2 separate regions of the Sus scrofa genome follow, and region 1 is linked to region 2. A link is a contact called in public HiChIP or PLAC-seq data. All regions are on one chromosome and are shown on one strand. Each heading gives the region's core, a stretch centred on a gene start, on an enhancer-like site or on the middle of the called end of the contact. The rest is flanking DNA. Distances are from core to core; before and after follow the strand shown.

Region 1 (6,781 bases), core at 2,981-5,480, 83 kb after region 2:
ACTAGTATCCATGAGGGTGCGAGTTCCATCCCTGGCCTCACTCAGTAGCTTAGGATTTGGTGTTACAATGAGCAGCAGCATAGGTTGTAGATGTGCCTGGATCTGGTGTGGCTGTGGCTGTGGCCAGCAGCTATAGCTCTTATTTGACCCATAGCCTGGAAACTTCTATATGCCATGGGTGTGGCCATTAAAAAAAAAGTTCGAGTTTGGTTCGAGTGGGTATTAGGTGACTTTGACTGGAGGATATAGAAAGGGCTCAAGCTCTGCCTTGAGTCAGCCAGCTCTCTTCTTCGTGCAGTGTCCGGAGGGGAGAGATGCACATCATAGGAGCAGAAGGGAAGTGAAAGCATCCCTTGACCTGTCGCCAGCCCCCGTGCAGAAAGCTGATGAGTTGAGCAGGAATACCTGGTGTAGTGTAGAAGTATATATTGAAAATACTCTGAGAGCCCGTGGTGAGGCAGGAATCCGAGGGCCAGCCAGGCACACTTGGAGTTGACGAGGCAGTAAGGATGGTGAGAGGAAACCTTCCACTTCCATGTGAGAATATGTTGAGACTGAGAGTTGGGACCATGCTGGGTGTGCTTATCTCTTAGCAGCTCATTTGGTCAATGTGGCTCCATTGAGAAGTTCAGATGGACCTTTTCAAGTAAGGATTTTCTTGGGAATGGGGCTTGTGGAGAGATGCAAAGATCTTCCCTGCATTTATTACAAAGGTTTTTGGTTTATTTTACTCTCTTATAGCCCAGCCATCTAATCAGTCTCCAATGTCATTAACGTCTGATGCGTCATCCCCAAGATCCTATGTGTCACCGAGAATAAGCACACCTCAAACTAACACTGTCCCTATCAAACCTTTGGTTAGTACTCCTCCTGTTTCATCACAGCCAAAGGTATGTTGCCTTGGAGGGAAGTTTGGGAAAGAAGCCACTTTGGGATAAAATGGGTTTTTTAATAATGTTTTAGGATATGTGTTGGAGGAAAAGCCCTCTTTTGAGCAGGAGGTAATGATGGACTAGAGGACAGGTGAGTGAGAAAAAGATGCAGGTTAGACTCTCTCTGTCATTTGAGGGTTGGAGGAGGGAATCCCTCTGTGCCCCTTTTATGTACTGATTCTATTCTCCTTCTATTCTGGGCTTTGTGGATAAAGAAGGTATACTAATCGAGTCTTAATATTTGTAGAATTTTCAAACTCTAAGATTTATGAGAACATGTTTTCCATATACTTATATTATAAAAATGAGTCAGTTTCTGTGCTGAGAGCTTTTTATGTATTGTATTAATTTTCACATTTAACTACTATGTGCCTTAATAGGTATGAAAATTAAGCCTTCCGTTAAATTTGATTTTGTAGTGGAGTCAGAATTTGAGATTTAACATCTTTCTGAATATGGAACCCACTTTACTAAGCTCTACTGCCTATGTGTGTGTTCAAGCAAATTTCTTACATAGATGGCTCCTCAGAGAGTTAGGAGACTGCTGTCTCTATTCTTATTAGACTGTAAATAGGACCTTAGGATACTCTTGTCAGATTTTGTATTACATTCTTTGAGTCTTGTTCACAGATTTATAAGCGGTCCCCAGTCATAACTCACTCTTGCTTTATAGCATACCACTAGTAGAACTTGAAGTTGGTGTATATACAAGTTGTAAATTTTTTTTTTCAGTCTTACGGATAACTCTAGGAGGAAATTTTTTTTTTTTTTTTTTTTTTTTTTGGTCTTTTGTCTTTTTCTAAGGCTGCTCCTGTGGCATTTGGAGGTTCCCAGGCTAGGGGTCAAATCCGAGCTGTAGCCGCTGGCCTACGCCAGAGCCACAGCAACGAGGGATCCGAGCTGCGTCTGCTACCTACGCCACAGTCACGGCAACGCCGGATCTCTAACCCACTGAGCAAGGCCAGGGACTGAACCTGCAACCTCATGGTTCCTAGTCAGATTGGTTAACCACTGCACCACGACGGGAACAGTGTTGTAGTTTAGTTGTAAAACAATGGGCTGTTTCAATCTTTTGTGCCAAAGAATTCTATTCAAATAAAATCTTTAGCAGAATCCTAAAGATAAAAATGTATTGAAATGTAGCTTGAAATTGATAGTAGGCCATCTCTGTGGTATTCCCATTGGCTCATCACTTCCCTGCTTCAACCACTTATTTATGCAAGTTTTAGGTTCAGTCTAGATTGATTTTTATTATTAGTACTTTTTAATGATTATTTCCCCAATACAATTTTTTTTTCTACTGTACAGCATGGTAACCCAGTTACACATACATGTATACATTCTATTTTTGCACATTATCATGCTCCATCATAAGTGACTAGACATAGTTCCCAGTGCTACACAGCAGGATCTCATTGCTTATCCATTCCAAAGGCATCAGTTTGTATCTATTAACCCCAAGCTCTCCAACCACCCCACTCCCTCCCCCTCCTCCTTGGTAACCACAAGTCTATTCTGCAAGTCTATGATTTTCTTTTCTGTGAAAAGGTTCATTTGTGCCTTTTATTAGATACCAAATAGAAGTGATATCATATGGTATTTGTCTTTCTCTTTGACTTACTTCACTTGGGATGAGAGTCTCTAGTTCCATCCATGTTGCTGCAAATGGCATTATTTTCTTCTTATTAAGGGCTGAGTAGAATTCCATTGTTTATCTATACCACATCTTCCTAATCCAGTCATCTATCGATGGACATTTTGGTTGTTTCCATGTCTTGGCTATTGTGAATAGAGCAGCAGTGAACATGGGGTGCATGTGTCTTTTTCAAGGAAATTTTTGTCCAGATATATGCCCAAGAGTGGGATTGCTGGGTCATAGGATGGTAGTTCTATATATATATTTCTAAGGTACCTCCATACTGATCTCCATAGTGGTTGTACCAGCTTTTATTCCCACCAACAGTGCCGGAGGGTTCCCTTTTCTCCACACCCCCTCCAGCATTTGTTTGTTATTTGTGGCCTTATTAATGATGGCCATTCTGACTGGTGTGAGGTGGTATCTCATGGTAGTTTTGATTTGCATTTCTCTAATAATCAGTAATGTTGAGCATTTTTTCATGTGCTTGTTGGCCGTCAGTACATCTTCCTTGGAAAAATGTTCGGGTCTTTTGCCCGTTTTCCATTTGGGTTGTTGGCTTAGATTGATTTTTAAAATTTTGAGTTAAAATTGTTTGTATGAAGTTTTTTATTGTTTGCCTGTAATTTGATTGGAGGAGAATTAAAATGTGAATTTTAGCAAGAGACCTTATTCTTAGAGTTTACAACTTATCTTTGGGTCTATCTTAGAGTACAGTGAATGATGACTAAGAAGTGAGATATAAGTGGCAGTGTTAGGTTTACAGTTGGTTATAAAATTGTTTCAAATCCCTTAAGCAGATGGCTATTTTTGCATTTCAAACCTTTCAAGTTGTTTCTAAAAATAAGTGAACATTCGCCCTTATAAAAATGTTCTTTATAAAAGAATATGCTCTTTTCAGAAGTAGCAGTGCTGTCCACATTTGTTTAGGAGAATATTAATTATTGGCGTATGGAAGTTCCTACGCTAGGGGTCGAATCTGAGGTACAGTTGCCGGCATAGGCATAGTCACAGCAATGTGGGGTCCGAGCCGAATCTGTGACTTACCACCACAGGTCACGGCAACACTGGATATCTGACCCACTGAGCAAGGCCAGGGATCGAACGAACCTGCATCCTCATGGATACTAGTCGGATTCGTTCCGCTGTATCACAACAGGAACTCCATAATGTATTTATTTTTATTGATAACAGAAGCAACAGTAGATATGAAGAGGTATTATAGTGTACTGGAAGTAACACTGAACTCAAATCAAGAGAACTAGTTTCTTATGCTGGTTTGCTAATCAAGTAATTTTATGGCCCTGAAATGTTTTATAAAGAATTAGACCCAAGTCTCAAAACTCTTTTTTTTTTTTCTAACTACATGACCTTTGGAGATTCCTTTGACTCTGCTTCTTTAAATCTCTAGATTTTATGGTGTTTTAAGATTTGGGTGTACTTGGCCCCTAAAAGATACTATGGCTGAATCGCTAATGTTAATCTTATTATGAATCAGGTCAACTCCGGTTATCTTAAAAATCTCTGGATAGAGATAAAGTTTGATTGGTAGAACTTTTGCCTGTATCTAGTTTTCATGCTTTTTGCCTATGTGGTAGAATGCTGTCTAATCAGATTTTGACATTTTAGGTTAGTACTCCAGTAGTTAAGCAAGGACCAGTTTCACAATCAGCCACGCAGCAGCCTGTAACTGCTGACAAACAGCAAGGTCATGAACCTGTTTCCCCTCGAAGTCTTCAGCGCTCAAAGTAAGTTGATGTGTGTTGAGACGACATTGTTTTTTCCTTAATACATTATATTGCCATATTGTTGAGATATTATAAATGTATGTATAGTAGAACCTGGTCTTGGAAGAATCCATGGATAGCCTTAGTTCTATGTATTATAAAATTTACAAAGGCAGATATCTTACTGCAATAACTAGATTGTCTGTAGTAGTGAAGCCTGGGTTTTAAAGAAGTGACTTTGTTTAGAATTTTCCTTGGTGGAATATGATCTGAGCAGTATGTGATTACTTATACAAAGAGTGCACATGATTTTAAAATACTTATTAACTCACTGAAATATCGTTTTTAACTTCCTTGTAGCTGTTTTACGTTTGAGTATATTAATGAAGACAAAAATCTCACATCTAAAACTTGGGTCAGTGTTTTCCATCTGTTGTGAATGTCTGTCTGCCTGTCTCTCCTTATAGCGTCAATTCTGACCCTTTGTGTGTTGCTTGTCAGACCTGTATTGTATTGTCGCTCTCCTTTGTTGAGTAACAGAACTTTAAATAATTTTCATATTGTCCTATTTTTATCTCTTGCCACAAGGTGGTAAAATAATTCAACTGTTGTTTTTATTGTTGTTTTCTAAATAAGCATTTCAGAACATTGACGTCCAAATGAGGGTTGTTCCCTTGAAAATTATCACTTTGGGAAACTGTCTACTTCAGCAATGTTGCCATTGCTCAGAATATTTTTTTGGGAAGTTCTTCTTTTAAATTATCTTTAGAGGCTGCAGTATTATTTTAAATATCCTCAGTGATGAAAAGACTTCATTGTTTGGGAGACTTAGTTTTTCTGAATAACTGAAATTGATTCAGAGCCAAGTCTGGTGTGAAGCAGGTAGGAAATGAGCTTAGTGATTAAATTTTTGGTTCTCACCATCGAGTCCTTAAACCACAGCCCAAACCATACAGTTGTAGAAGATAACCAGTCTTAGAGTGTTGCTTTTTTGGTCTTACTTTGCTACTAAACTCATTCATTGTTATGCAATGGAATGTCTGTATTTTGTTTCACATTATTTCACCCTCTGATTCAACAGTTTATTCTGATATTAAACAGTAAAACGCATTGTATTTTTTCCTCTCCATGTTGTCATGCATTTAAGATATCATAAATATGCTTTATTTCTATGACTTTTGAAATGTGACCACTTCTTAGTTCCGTTAGTGTATTTGCAGCACACAGCGTTGATTCTGCTGTCAAATGTGGGAGAGCATTGATTGGTATTTAAATCCAACTCTGACCTTAGTGTTTAAAGGGCTCTTAACCCCCAGAAGTGTATTAGGAATACCTGATATACTTTGGATTTTAAATTCTGTTTATTTGATGTTAAAATAATAAATTTGGATATCTTTAATGAAAGGTATTGATAGACAATTTCTTGGATTCCGTAGAAACCACTTTAAAAATACAGTACATTCAATTGTGTTTTCTAGTAGCCAGAGAAGTCCATCACCTGGTCCAAATCATACTTCTAGTAGTAATGCATCAACTGCAACAGTTGTACCACAGAATCCATCTGCCCGACCTGCGTGTTCATTAACACCCACGCTGGCAGCACACTTCAATGAAAATCTCATTAAGCACGTTCAAGGATGGCCTGCAGATCATGCAGAGAAGCAGGTATGTTACATGATCATGTTTCTTAACCTTTGTATGATAACTGAATTCTGCTTTGAGAAAATCTGGAACACTGAATTCAAGCTATATTTAAAATAGCCAATTAACCAGTTTCTAATTTGATTGTCCCTAGTCCCTTTATAAAGTGTTGGATGTTACTTAGAAGGTATTTATGTTAACTTTTTGGGATTTCAAATAAAGTATTTAAATTATCATTATAAATCCCATTATCAAGAACTCAGCATTTAGGAGTTCCTGTGGTGGCTCAGCAGTAACTAACCCAGATAGCATCCATGAGGATGCGGGTTCTATCCCTGGCCCGATTCAGTGGGTTAAGGATCCCACATTGCCATGAGCTGTGGTGTAGGTTGCAGATGGAGCTTGGATCCTGAGTTGCTGTGGCTGTGGCAGAGGCCAGCAGCTGCAGCTCAGATTCAACCCCTAGCCTTCGAACTTCCATATCTGCACATGCGGCCCTAAAAAGTACAAAAAACCCCCAAGAACAAAACCCAAAAATCTTAGTTAGCATTTGGCTCTGTGCTGAGTGCTTAAAGTTTAATTCTGCACTTTCTAAAACTACTGACCAGTGCAGAGAATGATACTTTTTCCATTTTACTAATGAGGCCCTCAAGACCAAATAGTTGATTATACCAAAGTCACCAAGTTAATACAGTGATACTGTTCAAAGCCAGTGTACCTTTTCTACCCAGCCAGCCAGTCTGATGGTTTTAGAACCTGTTAGTACAGTTGACCTTTGAGAAACTCATGGGTTGGGGCTGGGGTGGGGGCAACCCTCCCCACAGTCAAAAACCCAAGTATAAGGT
Region 2 (7,458 bases), core at 4,913-7,412:
CACAGCTCAGAGCAACACAAGATCCTCAACCTATTGAGCGAGGCCAGGGATTGAACCCGAAACCTCATGGCTCCTAGTCGGATTCGTTTCCGCTATGCCATGACGGGAACTCCTGGTGATTCCATTGTTTACGTTATCATCCCAGTTTAGAAGGATACACCACATACTGATAAGTGTCTATGGAAGTTTTACTACCCGCCCCAGCCCATTTTTGCTTTTTAGGGCTCCACCTGTGGCACACAGATGTTTCCAGGCTGGTGTCATAATTAGAGCTGCAGCTGCTGACCTAGGCCACAGCCATGGTAACGCTGGATCCCAGCCTTGTCTGCGACCTACACTACAGCTCATGGCACCAAAAGATCCTTAACCCACTGAGTGATGCCAGGGGTTGAACCCGCATCTTCATGGATACTAGTCAGTTTCGTAGTCTGCTGGGCCATGACTGGAACTCCTCCCCTTTTCTAAATTGTAATTTTTGTTGCATTTTCTTTTTCAGTTGAATGAAAGCCTCCACGTCACAAAATTGAGAACACGAAGAACCAAATTTTAGTTATGTATTGCAGTTGGCTAAAATATAAACTCTGTAGGAGCAAAGGCCCAGTGAATTTGTCTAATACTATGTTCCCGGAGTTCTCCGGTGGCATAGAGGATTAAGGATCTGGCACTGTCACTGCAGCATCTAGGGTCGCTGCTGTGGCATGGGTTCAATCAGGAACTTTCACATGACTTGGTCATAGCAATAAAACAATGAAAAAAGAAAATACTATGTTCCCAAGACTCGATACAGAGAAACTGATTTTCTTTTTTGGCTACAGGTGTGGCCCATGAAAGTTCCTAGGCCACAGCTACAGTAACAGCTAGATCCCTAACCCACAGTGCTGGGCTGGAATCCAATCTGTATCTCTGCAGCAACCCAAGCTGCTGCAGAAACAACGCCGGATTCTTAACCCTCTGTGTCACAGCAGGAACTCCAACAATGATTTTTTTTTTTTTTGAGTGAATGAATGTATGTGCCATGTGCTGCCAATTTATTTATATAATTTCATTCACTGTTTAAAACAGCCTTTTATCCTATCAAGCCAATTTTATTTTTATTCCTTTATTTGCTTTTTAGGGCTACATCTGAGGCATATGTAAATTCCCAGGCTAGGGGTCCAATTGGAGCTGCAGCTGCAGGCCTATGCCACAGCTATGCCAGATCCAAGCTGCATGTGCGACCTATACCGAAGCTTATGGCAACACTGGATCTTTAACCCAGTAAGTAGGCCAGGGATAGAATCCATATCCTTATGGATACTAGTCAGGTTTGTTTTCACTGAGCTACAATAGGAACTCAAGCCAGTTTTAGAGACGATGAAGTGTATCTCTGAGACTTTGGTAATTTGCCCAAGATCACACTACTAGTCAGTCAGTTAATAATATAGCCAGAGCCCTATATTATGTAATTCTGATTCCAAAACTCATGCTTTTCATCAATATACTGTGTCAAGTTGAGAAAAAAGAAAAGACAGAGAAAAGAGGTTGGCCAAAATTTCAGAGAAGACATTCTCATTTTGTGACCTTTTAAAAATTCCAGCAAAACCTTTTAAAGTCTCTTTACAACTAGAGGCTGGAGGATGTCACTTTTTGCTTCTTCCTCTATCACCAGGATCACATTAAAATTGGGGTCACCCACAGTCCATGGGCTGATAGCTCTCCCCCATACTGGCTGATACATGTTAAAATCTTATTGGTTGAAATAAGAGTTTTCTTCTCATTTAGAACTTGAGATCTTTCATCAGAGAGAAATGCAAACAGTCTACATAAGATTTGCTATATATGCAAATTTATATAGATTTTCACATTATCTTTTATGGTACTTTAACTGTATTAGGAATAATCTAGCGTCTTCCCATTTAATTTGTGACAGCAAGATTGGATTTATGAGAAATAAAAAAATTTAAAATATGCCTTTTTTCTCTTGAGAATTACAGTATCTTGCTATTTTCTTTGTATGTATTTTTTATAAGTATTCTTTCACTCAACAAATATCTGATTACATCACATAGCGCTTTCATTCTAGTGGGAGTCAACCAATGAAATACATATTATATGGCAAGTGGAATAAGAAAAATAGAGCAGGATGAGGGAGAGACAAGGTGGTGGGGTGCTGTTTACATAGCTCTCAAAGTAAGGGCCTTTCTGATAAGAGACTTGAGCAGAGACCTAAAGAATTGATTGTGCGGGGCTATCAAGTAAGTATCAAGGGGAAGAGTATTCAGGCAGAAAAATACTAGTGCAGAAGTCCTGTGACAGAGACAGGTTAGGTATACTGGAGAAAAAGGAAGGATGAGTGGTGGGAAAAGACTGAGCATGTGAAGAAGTCACTGGACATGAAACCAAAGTAATGCGGATGGGAGCAGTTTATGCAGGGTCTTATACTCTTGGTAAGAATGAAAGACCATCACTGTCATTCTGAGTGAGATGGGAAGCCATCTGTGGGTTTTAAGATGGGGATGATGCTGACTTTCAAAGGGATGTCTGACTGCATAAAGCATACATGACAAGGAAGCATGTGTACAAGTGGGAGATCTTAGCAGGGCTTTGCTTTGATCCAGGGATAAGATGGTGGCTTGGACCAGAGTGAATGGGATGGAGGTGGGGTGCAGAGATCAGATTCTGGGTATATTCTGAAGACAGTGCTGGTGGGATGTGCCAATGGAGTGGATGTGTGAGGTATGAAAGAATTGAGGACGACTCCACTGTTTAGTCTGGAAGAACGGAGTTGCCATCCCATGAAATAGGAAACATCTGATCAGGATTTATTTGGGGGGGAAGGTAAGTTTGGTTTAGGATATATTAAATTTGCGATGCCCATTAGACATGCAAGCAGTGCTGCAGAGTAGGCAGTTAAGTTCAAGCCTAGTGTTTAGGGGAAAGGTGTGGGCTGGAGATACAAACATGGGTTTCATTTAGCCAGAGATCTGGATGGGACTGTAGGGAGGATGAACAAAGAGAAGTCCCAGTTTAGAGATTTGCATCCTGGGGCACTCCTGCATCTAGAGGCTGGAAAATGAGGACGAAACAGCCAGGTGACTAAAGATCAGTCATTTAGAGAGAAAGAGAGAAATGGAGAATGGAATTCTGGAGGCGGCACAAGCAGATTCAGGAGGAAGCGTGTAAGTCATCAGTTGTGTCAAATGCCACTCACAGGTGGAGTGAGATGAAAGCTGAGAAATAAAAAACCAGATTTGAGAACAGGAGGATCTGGAGCATCAGTTTCAGTGGAGGATGGGGATCAAGTCTGATTTGTGGGTTCAAGAGAGTAGATGTGGGGATGAAGTTTTTCTGTACAGGAGAGCAGATGAGAGCAATGGGGTGGCGTCCAGATGGACATATGGTCAAGACTATTTTTTTCGCAGATGGTAACTATTAAAATGTTTATAAGTGGACAAAAGTGATCAAGTTGGGACAGGAAAGACTTGTAAAGAGGGTAATTCCATGAGTAATAGGGAACTCAATCCAAAAGTGGCAACTTTGGTCTTCAGTTTTGATTCTATGGCGTGATTGGAGGCTAACAGTGTGTTTAGATGCAGGAAGGTTAGTAGGTGTAAGGGTGGGAGTAGGTCAGAATTGTTACAGATCTGACTCCTGCTGGAGAAACAAGAAACAGTAGTGAGGGCTGGGAGAAGTGAAGCTCTAGAGGATGTTAAACAGCTGTTTCAGAGCGCAGGGTAAATGGATTAGGGAAATTAGCCTGAGCAGGTGAGGAGCACCAGGAGTTCATGTGAGTTAGCACGGCTGTTTTTTCTCAAAGGTATAGTGAATTGAGCAGGGCTGTGGTTAAGGAAGGTAAAATAGAGAGAGAAGGACCAAAGGTGTTTCCAAAGGAGTCATAACAACAGGTAACAGAATAGCTAAGGTAGGCAGTGAAATGATATTTTTAAAAACGGGCTTAACATTTAGAGAGTGTCCTTCAGTAAATAGCTGATTCTCACGAAGGCTGAACTGCTCCTGGGGGAATAAATACAGGGTTAGGTTCCTGTGAGTCTGGTCACATTTTTGTTAACTGATCAATACATAACTTTGAGAGTTCTAGCAGTAACGAACCCAACTAATATCCATGAGGACTTGGGTTCGATCCCTGGCCTCACTCAGGTTAAGGATCCTGCGTTGCTGTGAGCAGTGGTGAGGTTGCAGATGAGGCTTGGATCTGGTGTGGCTGTGGCTGGCAGCTACAGCTCCAATTCGACCCCTAGCCTGCAAACCTCCATATGCTGCAAATGCTGCTGTGTTTCTGTCTAGACATCTTACTACATATATATATTTTTAGGTCCTTTTAGGGCTGCACTTGCAGCGTATGGAAATTCCCAGGCTAGGGGTCTAGCTGGAGCTACAGCTGCGGGCCTATACCACAGCACTGAAGGATCCGAGCCACACCTGCCATCTACACACAGCTCAGGCCACGATGGATCTTTAAACCACTAAGCAAAGCCAGGGATCAAACCTGCGTCTTCATGATACTAGTCGGGTTCTTTGCCACTGTGCCACGACAGGAACTCCACTTATTATGTACTGTTGATGAGCACTTGATTCACGTCAAGTGAGCACATAAAGGAACCTTATGCAGGGAACATATTTTCTCCACAAAGAATGGCCTTCCCGTGCCGAGGAATACTAGACAAGACTTCAGCACTATGCTGGGGGGTGACAGCCCTTAAAATCGGAAAAGCACCAATAAAAAGCACCCCAAAAAGCTAAAAACCTAACACTCTGTATATTGTGAAAATCGAATTTGTTTACTCAGGTGAAATAACGCTGAGTGTTGCCGCCTTTAATCTCAGCAGTGCCTGTTAGGCAAATACTTTTTTTGCTGTGCACATCCATGAATGCTGTGGATATTGACTACAAATAAATTTTAGTGAGCAGGTGAATTTGCGAATAGAGAATCTGTGAGGAATGACCAATGACTACACTGACCATAGCAGTCGCCTCTGTAGCCCCGTTTGCTGCTTTTGCTCAAACCGTAACAAGCTCAGCAGACATTTATAATCATTAAAAAAAAATGAGTAATACGTTTTGCTGCCAGTTTTCAAAAAGTTTCTCCATATATTACTTTCTGTAGCCTACAAATCTGATGCCTTTTGTCTTCAACATATTTGTTACAAAAACATTAGAAATTGCACTTTAAAAAGGCTCCAGGTTTTGTTTTGTGTTTCTCATTTCAGTCACTGGCAGTTTTTTTCTTAATTACTGACAGCTTCAGTGGGCATTAAATAGTCCTTTACAGGTTCTCACAAAGAGCAATAATCTTAACATTTGACATGTAATGTGACAAATAAGGTTACATAATTAATATTTTTTCGATCAGTGGTGATTTCAGGGCCTTTTCCTCACATGATTCCGTATCTTCACTATGCCACAAATAATGCAACTGGTTGTATACCAAATAAATAAGTTTTTTGGAGGGATCTTGTTTCTTCTGACTTGTTTCCTATTTAGCTTTTTTCTTCCAGGTAAACGGCTGTGTACTTTATCATCATCTTTTTCACTCAATGTTGCCGTACAAGTTTAGAGCAGAAAAAGAAAACCATCTGAATACCAGTGCCCTCAAGTAAAGCCCTAATTTGGGGGTGGTGATACTTGATTTTTCCCCTCCCAATGTGCAAATGTTCCTATAGGGCCTGGAACAGTCTATAAAATGTAGTTTGCGGAGATTTCATTAAGCTCTCCCTAAGCCGCGCAGAACCTCCAGATGACTGCATTTGAGCGAAAAGGAACGGAAAGAGAGAAAAACGGGAAATAAAGGAAGGAGGGGGTAGGGGAGGAAACGTTAGGAGCAAGGATGCGGAAGCGCCTCGATTCTTTTCCCAAGTAACCCCACCCGTGCGTCCCAGGCTCGGTCGTTTTAACCCAAAGGCCGAGCGGCCCTCGCTCTTCCTCTGGGGGTGCAGGCCCCGCGCCCCCCTTGCTGAGGCTCGCTCGAGCACGCTTCCGGGTGAGACTTACTTTCACGAAGCCGAAGGCCCAGCTCCGGGCCCTGCCCGCGTACGGCGCCCCGGCCCGACTTCGGCTCCTAAGAGCAGGCCTGAGGGGCGTCCCCCCGGCGACCCCGCCGCAAGCCCGGGGCCGCCGAAGCACCAGGCCCGCGCTCTCCCCGAGGGCGCCCCCGCCCCCGCGCCGCTGGGCGCACGCGCAGCCGCCGCCGCCGCCCTTATTTAGTCCGCGATGGCTCCTCGAGCGCCCCACCAGCCTCCTCCCCAAGGCGCCGCCCTCCCCGCGCGCCCCAGGGCCCCTACGACCAGCCTCGGGCGGCTCCCCGAGCCCGACGACCCCTAAACTGGAACGGTGGCGGCCGGACGTACGCTGGGGTTCTGTGGCGGCAACCGGAAAGAGCTGACGCGCGCGAGGAGGCTAGCCAGGCCTCGGAGGAAGAGGAGGGCCGGGGTGAGCCGAGGTTTGCCGAAGGCGGCGTTCCGGAGCCGCGCGAGGGTGGGAGAGGAGGGGCGCGGCGGAAACTGCCGAGGGCTTCCGAAGGCCGCAGAGGCCGAGTTGCCCGGATGTAGTTGGTGGAGCGGCAGCGGCGGCACCAGCGGCGGCGGCGGCAGGAGGAGGAGGAGGAGGAGAAGGACCCGAGCGGCGGCGGTGGCGGCGGGGGGAGGAGGGGCGGAGGCGACGGAGAGGGAGGGGGAGAAGGCGGAGGGGGCAGTCGCTCTCCGCGGGCCGAGCCGGACGCGTCTTCTTGCCCCCTCCCCCCGGTTCGCCGCTGCCCGGCTGAGCGAGAGCGTGGTGCGGGCGGAGGGAGATGGCCCGGGAGCGCCGGCGCCAGTAACGGGGAGGTGCTGAGCGTCGTCGGGGCGCGCCGGGCCCTGTGCCGCCGGAGGCCGCCGCCCGCCGCCTGCGCGCCCGCCGCCCGCCTCGCGGCCGCTGTCCCCCCTCCCCGACACACGCTCACAGGCCGGGCATTGATGGTAATGTATGCGAGGAAACAGCAGAGACTCAGTGATGGGTAAATCGTCTTTTCGTTTCGGGCCGGGCTGCGGGCGGGCGGCGGGGGGGCGCCTCCTTATCTGGGGCCGGCCGCGCCGCCATTTTTGTTGTTAACCCTGCTCGGGCTCTGCCGGGGGGAGCGGCCGCGCGGGCGGCGGCGGGCGGCGGGCGAGTGCAGGCGGGCGGGCGCGCGTGTGAGTGTGAGCGCGAGTGAGCGCGTGTGCGTGCGTGTGAGCGCGCGGGGCCCGACCGGGCATTCGCGGGAGCGCGGGGCGGCGCGGGGTTCCGCGGGGGCCGGGCCGTGCCCGCGTCTCATGTCGCCTCTCTTCCTGTTTTCAGCTGTCACGACCGGAGGGGGGACTCGCAGCCTTACCAGGTACCCGCGAGGCGGCGGAGGGCCGGGCGGCGGGCGGGCTGGGCGGGCGGGGGAGGAACTGCTACTCGAGCGCAGGCTTCGCGAGTCGCTGCAGGCCCTTCGGGGCCCCGGAG

The links. HiChIP or PLAC-seq counts read pairs in DNA pulled down with a chosen protein or histone mark.
Region 1: an H3K27ac HiChIP or PLAC-seq map of alveolar macrophages shows a contact between it and region 2. The contact joins the enhancer-like site here to the promoter of WAC in region 2. A contact is called at or near these places in 3 of 5 promoter capture datasets (fetal skeletal muscle, liver and skeletal muscle), 4 of 47 Hi-C or Micro-C datasets (alveolar macrophages, fetal skeletal muscle, heart right ventricle and 1 more) and 1 of 2 datasets of contacts at active chromatin or transcription factors (alveolar macrophages).

The regions. Positions count from the first base shown.
Region 1 is chr10:40,011,096-40,017,876 of Sscrofa11.1, forward strand. It overlaps WAC (WW domain-containing adapter protein with coiled-coil), which reads left to right. Exons shown (of 14, transcript XM_013980205.2): 10 at 742-890; 11 at 4,198-4,316; 12 at 5,774-5,960. Among named protein-coding and RNA genes, the nearest start is that of BAMBI, 39 kb to the right of the region's middle. Within about 2 kb of position 4,231, at least 2 of the 83 cell types and tissues checked have an H3K27ac peak or open chromatin away from gene starts, as enhancers often do. A contact at or near this core is called in alveolar macrophages and liver, where this site is marked.
Region 2 is chr10:39,926,400-39,933,857 of Sscrofa11.1, forward strand. It overlaps WAC (WW domain-containing adapter protein with coiled-coil), which reads left to right and starts at 6,163. Exons shown (of 14, transcript XM_013980205.2): 1 at 6,163-6,426; 2 at 7,309-7,345. It overlaps LOC100621751, which reads right to left and starts at 6,945. Exons shown (of 5, transcript XM_021064279.1): 1 at 6,939-6,945; 2 at 6,704-6,906; 3 at 5,989-6,393. The coding sequence starts at 6,945.